Linked DNA regions of Zea mays: region 2 is linked to region 1. A link is a contact called in public Hi-C data. All regions are on one chromosome and are shown on one strand. The core of a region is the stretch at or near the end of the contact, and the rest is flanking DNA. Distances in the headings are between cores, read along the strand shown. Region 1 holds the start of LOC103635106 (craniofacial development protein 1). Region 2 has its middle 31 kb from the start of LOC103635108.

Region 1 (3,878 bases), core at 853-3,352:
ACAACATCGACGGCACGGTAGAAGAAATCCGTTACCAAAAGGTAAAAAAAGGTACCAGTTCCCGTGCTTTCGAGAACCCAACAAGAAAATAAAAGAATCTACAAGCTGTCGGTGCTTTCCAGAAAACAGAAAATAAAAAGGAGATACAGATAAGTTCTTCGGCGAGGGTTTTCCATTCCCCGAACTTCCCCTCTTCCATTGCCCTGGATTCCTTTTCGTGTTTTTGATTCTTCACATTCGGCGCAGTTACACGTGTTTTTCCTTAGGCATCCTCCGCTCATCATATCAGACCAGGAGGTCGGAAGACACCGGTGAGTGTTTCATTCATCAAGTATTTTTTTTATTTTTTTTATTTTTTGATAGTCGTGTATGTTCCACTTGCATGGATGCGGACAAATGCAGAACATTTGAAAATAGTACTTCCTAACAAAAAAAAACCGGTTCAGAATCCATCCTGGTTCAGAATCCATCCTGCTAACTTTTGAACAAGGTTCTGAACGCATCTGATTTCGTTTACCAGAAGATAGGGGGGGCACTGTTTGGATATCAACTTCTAGCTATTGAGTTCCTATTTTAGTTTTTAACTTTACTGAGTGTGTAATGTTGCTTCAGATGTGACAAACGCAAAGGCATTTTTTTTTGGGAGGGGGTTCACTTGAGACCATTAGATTCATTTATACTTTGCCCCTTACTAAGTAGAGATTCACTCACTGACGAACTATGTTTCGTACATATTAATGTTTTTCGTTCCAAATGTTATTTTAAAGGTCACCCACTTGGTCATTTTCGAACTCATATCCATGACTTTAGTCCTCATGATAAATATTGCTGATGCTACCAAACGCTTATGTGCTCTTGACTTTTATGTTATTGCCTTAGACCTCTAAAAAAAATTGTGCACCTGGTTCTTAATTCAGACATAATACTTATGTACAATTTAAGATCTCACAGACGATTTTGACATCGCGGCGCGCGGCATACACTATTTAAACAAAAGACATGATAGTAACCAGAAGCAGCACCGTTTTGCAAGCATACGACGATACGAGTCATCACATGCTAAACAAAACGAATAGCGACATGTATCCGATCGATTGCACACAGTAATTCGCAAATTAATTCAGGGGCCGAGAATGGCATCATAAAAACATAGTACAAGATTAATTCAAAAACCATTCGAATTCAACAGTGCTTGACAGGACCCATAACAACATGATATAATTAAACCCAAACTACGCGTCGCCAAAAGAGATACAGGTGTTCTGTTCCAAGAAACTACTACCATTGCAACAAAACAAAACAAAGCAAAAAGGATTATCACCTAGCAAGACTTCCCATTTTCCTTCCCGACAGAAAGGAGGGGCATCCTACGCCTGCTGGTTGTAGACGTAGGTGAGGCCACACTTACCGCAGTAGTGGCGGTCGAAGTGGTTGGCCATGAAGACCCCCGCGCCGCACTCGGCGTTGGGGCACTCCTTGCGGAGGCGGGTGACCTTGCCGGTGGCGTCGTCAACCTTGTAGAACTGGAGCACGGCCAGCTTCACCTTCTTGTGCTTGTGCTTGATCTTCTTGGGCTTGGTGTACGTCTTCTTCTTGCGCTTCTTGGCGCCTCCCCTGAGGCGGAGCACCAGGTGCAGCGTCGACTCCTTCTGGATGTTGTAGTCGGCGAGGGTGCGGCCATCCTCGAGCTGTTTGCCGGCGAAGATGAGGCGCTGCTGGTCCGGCGGGATGCCCTCCTTGTCCTGGATCTTGGCCTTCACGTTGTCGATGGTGTCCGAGGACTCCACCTCCAGCGTGATGGTCTTCCCCGTCAGGGTCTTCACGAAGATCTGCATCTTGGCAACCGCGCACTTCTCCGGCGGCGGCCGCCCTAACCTAAGGTGGCGCTGGTTCTCGCCTGCGGCGGCGGGATGGGGCTGTGTGTGTATGGGCGGAGGCTAGGGTTCAAGAGGGGAGAGATGATTCTTTTATAGCTCGGGTCGGGTGCTCTCTCCCACTGGATCCAAAAGGATTTGGATCGGACGGCACATATGGGCCTCCTGTGATGAGAGTTGGGCCGCATGCGCTTCATTTTCTAATCCCTTTTGTGTTCCCCCGGAGGTTGGTTTGGGCCTCGTAACTTTTGTGCCCCAGTTCGTTTATCCTCTCCTCTCTCTTTCTCTGTCTTGCTGCGGCGACACCTCCGCTTCCGCCGGCCGAGTCCCGAGCGGAGCCGAAGCAACAACCGCCGGGGAGGCGAGGGATTGATTCGGAGATGGCGTCAACTAGCTCTATAGGCGACGTGGGAGCCTCAGGTACTAATCCCCAAACAAATATTGGATGCATGGAATGCTTTTGCTTGGTTGAATCCATGGAATTGCAGTTCCTCGCAGGTAAAAAAAATGGAAAGGGAGATGACAAGTTAGTTGGTGCGCTCCTTGTGGGATTTGCGCGTCCAATTCCACCTTGAGTGCAGGGATCTTCCTCTCTGTAATTTGTAACATGTATGTGTGTGCTGGGTATCGCAGTCCTGTACGGCTCCTGATAAGATTACTGTTCGTTACTTGCTTTCCCTTGTACAGTGGCTGCATTAGGATTAGATAATGCATATGGTCAAACCTTGCCATTAGATTGTTAACAGCGTACCTACAGTTTGTCCTACCATGGATGTGAAAGTACTCCTTTTCATGCTTCAGCTCCACCGCTCCGGGACAAAGAGGATTGTTGATAGGACAAGTCTGCAGTTTTACCTCTTCAGATACGATGACTAATTTATGCAAGGCGCTTAATTAGGATGAGATAACAGCCTGAAATGCATAAACAGGCCCCTGGGTTTGTGGGATGCATTGCAAGATGGTTATGTTGGAACATGCAGTTCATTTTTTGTTTTGTCCCTCGAGAACATGTTTGTAAGGGTTCTGACCTTTTAGCACTTAGTCCTGTTAACTTCACCATTCCTTTCTCACAGATGGAGAGAGTAAACCATTTGTGTAGCCAGCACAAGAATAAGAAACAACACAACTCCCTATTTAGGGGGTGTTTGGTTTCTAGGGACTAATTTTTAGTCCCTACATTTTATTCTATTTTAGTTCCAAAATTGCTAAATATAGAAACTAAAAATATATTTTAGTTTCTATATTTGGCAATTTATAGACTAAAATGGAATAAAATGAAGGGACTAAACATTAGTCCCTAGAAACCAAACAGCCCCTTAGAATAAAAAACCAATTAAAAGATTTGATCAGATAACTTCCAGTAGAATCAGTTTTGACCTCCAAGCTACTTGAGCGTGGTGACCTTTTGTTATCAATCTAGGGTTACGGAGGTAGTACGAGCGGTAAGTTTGGGGTCTAGGACTAGGACCCCGACACTTGTCGCCAGGCTGTTGGCTGGGGAAGCGTGGCACTGTTCACATGGATGAGTAGCACCAGCGCTGGACAGTGCTACAGTACTCGCGGTACCGTTCAATGGGTGACCTGCGAGGGGTTTGAGGGTAACGGCTAGGTTTAGGGGCGCTGGGAGGCCGGCCGCAGGGATTTCCCCACGTCCGGCAAGAGAGAAGGGATTTCTTTTTAATCTCTTGCTTATCTTCAATTGATACAATCCCTCTCCTTATATAGAGAGGGTTACTTGATCTCTAAACACTAGATCTAATCTTATATCTAATTCTAATTTTATTCTAAACTAGCTTTATCTTTATCTAACCAACCTAAGTGCGTGCTACAGTACCACCGTCACTGTAGTGGCCCTCTTGGGCCCTGACACCTTTGTATAGTGCAATTTTGCTACTCGTGAAAATGAGGCAACAGTGTTGGACTGGAGTGATTCATATTGTTTCTGGGTCATTCTTATTGTTCTCTTTTTTAATATTTTATTAAGTGCAAAACATATGTTTGTTC
Region 2 (3,878 bases), core at 646-3,145, 330 kb before region 1:
TGCATAACTTATTATTACAAAATAGGGAGGTAAAACATCCTCCCACCCAAAAGCTTAGTGTTTTAAACTAGGAGGCAACACATCCTCCCCAAACAGTTTACTGATTGGCCTCCTCCTTTGGCACCACCTTCGAGCAGAAACAACAAAACTCCGCTGTTTCATCACCTACAACAACATGGGTTCAAAAACCCTGAGTACAGAGTGTACTTTTGCAAGTCTTACCCGACAAAGGAAAAGACTCTCAAGGATATGCTGGCTTGTGGGATTCAAGGTAAAGCTTGTCAAGATTCAAAGACTCTGTTTACATAAATGCTTACTAATAGTGGATCCTTAAAAATCCACTTTTATTATTAGGTTAAGTCATTACCTGCATCTAGAGTTCATTCTTTCCTAGTTCAAGCACTTGGCCTACACTAGCCGTCTTTTATGAACCCTTCATTTCACTGGATTTCTACGTGTAGGGCAGTGACCAAGTCTTCATGTCCGAGAAGTAACGGCAATTCGAATCGATTAATACCCAGCTGGGGATCTCCATCCACACAACATATGTAGCACTTAACCCTTGCATATGTCAAATCGCCACCGGGTTTCTTAAGACCAGACCGGGTTCACGCCAACCGAGAGCATAGATACACCACCATCCAGCCTCTTGCCACGGAGGGTACACGCTACTCTCGCCATCTCTCCACTCTCATTGTGTGTTAGCCTTTCTGGTATTGGTCCAACTGAGGCAAAGCTTACCAATGAGGAGGCATGTGGCCAGTTAAAAGGTCCTCAATCATCAAGCCTACATCAACATGGTCCTTAATCGACTTAGACGGAGACACTACACCGAGACTTCCTTCTCGTGCAAGTCACCCGCCCGGTCTCGGTTTTAGCATTTAAAATCCAAAGTTTGGTACCTGTCAGAGGTACATCTTTTCCGATGCTGAACCCATCATGGCCATGATGGATCCACCATCAAGTCTTTTCTTTGAAAACTTCCCATTCCATGTGCAACATCATCTTTGTTTAAAACAAAACATTTTGTTTTCTAAGGCAAGACTAAGCATCAGAAAACTTTTAAGTAAAACAAGTATCAAGGAATGGTAAACAGTTCCAAGGAAGGAAATGCAGCAATTGTTTAGCACTAACTCCTATCACCTAATGCATCATCTCAAGTGATAAAGAGTTTAAAAAAAACAAGGAAAGGGGTAAATGCACCGGGGTTTGCCTTGTGTTGTAGAAGGCTTAGGATCTGTTCCACAAATATCAAAGTAGAAGTAGTTCTCGACAGGTGGAATTTTAGCTTGTGGGGCAGTTTCTTCTTCGACTACCACTTCTTCTTCGTTTTCTATGCATAACAAAATATATACATGAATCCTCATGTGATGCTATGAATATGCAGTTACAATAGAAACACACTAAGTTGTATCTTGAATACAACTTTCCTTCACTGTACACACTAGTTACTAGGGTTTCCTGAGTTAGTACTCTATTAGGGTTAGGCAATTATATCCTAGGAAGCTAGTGTCTTAGGTTTGGGACCAAACAATGTCCAAAGCATGCCAAACTTTACCCAAGGGCTTTAATCCTCAAGTTAAGCTTATCCAAAAAGATTTAGTATTTTTGGATGTACGAAATAAATTCTAAAATTCTAAAAGACTAGGTTTATGCATTTTTAAATACCAAATAAATCCAAGTTTGGACTAAAAATCTTGGAACTATTTTTATTAAATACTAAATGAATTTAGGTGTTTAGAAAAATTAGTCCCATATTTTTATCATTTTTCTACTAATTTCTATGGATTTGCAAACTTAATTGGAAAAAGAAAAGGAAAAACTGTTAACAGTGCTGGGCCGAAATCAGCCCAGCCGACCCAGGCCTGTGCAGAACTCAAGCGCGCCCACGACCGCGCGGGTGGATTTGCGCAAAGACCCCAGCCGGTTTAAACATCTGAAAGGAAATCCTCGACCGACTTCTATGTGTCACTGACACTTTACCTTCTGCCCCTTCTAACTTCTTTGTCTTTCAAAATTAGGTCCCCGAGTCCGGCCGGCGGCGCGGACGAACCTCCTGCCATGTCACGGCGGCGGAGAGCTCGAGCGCCCATTAAACACCTGCCAGACCTAATTCTGACCTAAACCGAGTAGCCTTGGGCATGGATTTAGCTCATAAACCTCCAGAGTGACCTAACCGCGCCCACGACGGGGTTCCGGTTCCGTGGCATCCGTCCATACGACACAAGTACCAGAGGGTTCAAATTAAGGGCACAGGGAGCACTAGTAGGACACGGACGACGCAACGCTTACATGAATCGGCGTCGGACCAACCGAGTTTTGGTGGTTGACACCGGAGCAGTTCATGTGGCGTCGAGCTCATGTTCCAACCAAACTATGACCGTAAAGACCAACAGATACATCGGTGAGCTTCACCAGCACATAAGGACACTAGAACATTGATTTATATGCGTTGAACCATACTGTAGTCGCCTGGCCACGTGTGGTTGAGGCGTCGGCGACGTGGTCACCAGACACGTTGAGTCACTTGACCAAGGAATTTGGGCACGTTCACGGTAGAGTTTGGGGAAAGGAAGGCAACAAAACTATGTTGAAGCTACACACCATGGTTGACGACAGAGGTAAGGATCTCTCCTTTACTCCTACTTCTTCCCCTCGATTACTCTTAAATAGGCAGTGAAAAGATCAAGGGATGGCTGGGTGCTTGGGATTACAGCAAGGATAACTCTAGGTATGCCAGAGAGTGCATGGGTGTGAAGCGTGGCTCTACCCTGAAGACCCATGCCGGTTCCCAGAGCATAGCAAGGCAAGGGTGAGTTTATCCATGGCAGGGGGTAGGGAGATAAGATGTCACTGTAGCAGATATTTCAGACTTTGTGATATTTCAGTGATGGACAAAGTTTTGAACATCCCTGCCATCTCCTCATCTCTATCTTCACTCTATTCCAAAGTAAGACACGACAAGAGGAAAAGATCAGGGATAGATATTTCTGCACTTTTGAATCTACAGCACTTGACTAATCTTCCCCTCTTCATTCATCCTTTTCTCCTTATTCTGGTTAAGAATAGGTCAGTCTCCATTAACAGAGCTTGTTCACTAAACAAGGATCTGCAAAGTTATTATAGGGTTCTTGGACCTAAACAACATAGATTACAAATTAAAGTACCCAAAAACCAGTTGTATCACACTGGTACCATTCCAATTTTCTGAACTTCAATCTTCAGTCTTCATCTGATTTCTCCATTTTCGAAAGAGACAATTTGAGCACCCTTATCTTCTAATCTATATGACATCAAGCCAGAGTCTCCTAAGAAAACTTGCTCATGAATACTAGATCTCCAACTTTGCTCAAACCAACCTAGCACCAAGTCACATAGAATAGCTTCTGCAAGGCCTCAAAGTTGATCAGACAGGAAGAAATTCAGAGTAAATCTGCCTGATCGTCAGTCAGAATCCATGAGCCTGACAGCCCAACTTTGAGCCTCATTTCCCCTAATTTTTGAACAGGATCAAGCCTACTTGTCTTAAGAACACTTAATCACCTTCTAATGGTCTCTAATTTGTCTACATAACTCACAACCTTAAACCCCCTAGATTGGTCACAAAAGGACTTCAAACCTAGCTCGACATACTGTATTACAGGTTTTCAGATTTGTTCTCTATCTGAAATTTTAGAATTCTGCTAACTCTATTTTGGGATGTGTTTTTCATTAGATTTCATGGGTTTTAGGGTTAGGTTTCTCAATTGAACTTGTACCCCTATAGTAGCCCTACAACTTTGTTATGGTGACCTACCACAAAATCCTTATGGAGTAAAAGCTATAAGAGCCCAAAGTTGTCTCAATGTCACTTATTCTCAAGGTCCCAATTTTGAAGC

The links. Hi-C and Micro-C count contacts between places; a contact is called where the count stands out from the background.
Region 2: a contact with region 1 is called in a Hi-C map of ear, with 3 times the contacts expected there. The contact joins the enhancer-like site here to the promoter of LOC103635106 in region 1. A contact is called at or near these places in 4 of 25 Hi-C or Micro-C datasets (ear, leaf and tassel).

Annotation. Positions count from the first base shown.
Region 1 is chr8:40,192,981-40,196,858 of Zm-B73-REFERENCE-NAM-5.0, reverse strand. It overlaps LOC103635106 (craniofacial development protein 1), which reads left to right and starts at 2,102. Exons shown (of 4, transcript XM_008657651.4): 1 at 2,102-2,294. The coding sequence starts at 2,255. It overlaps LOC101027200 (ubiquitin-40S ribosomal protein S27a-like), which reads right to left and starts at 1,921. Exons shown (of 1, transcript NM_001112002.2): 1 at 1,135-1,921. The coding sequence starts at 1,835. The coding sequence ends at 1,368.
Region 2 is chr8:40,520,223-40,524,100 of Zm-B73-REFERENCE-NAM-5.0, reverse strand. No RefSeq gene overlaps it. Among protein-coding and RNA genes, the nearest start is that of LOC103635108, 31 kb to the left of the region's middle. Within about 2 kb of position 1,895, at least 12 of the 20 cell types and tissues checked have an H3K27ac peak or open chromatin away from gene starts, as enhancers often do. A contact at or near this core is called in ear, leaf and tassel, where this site is marked.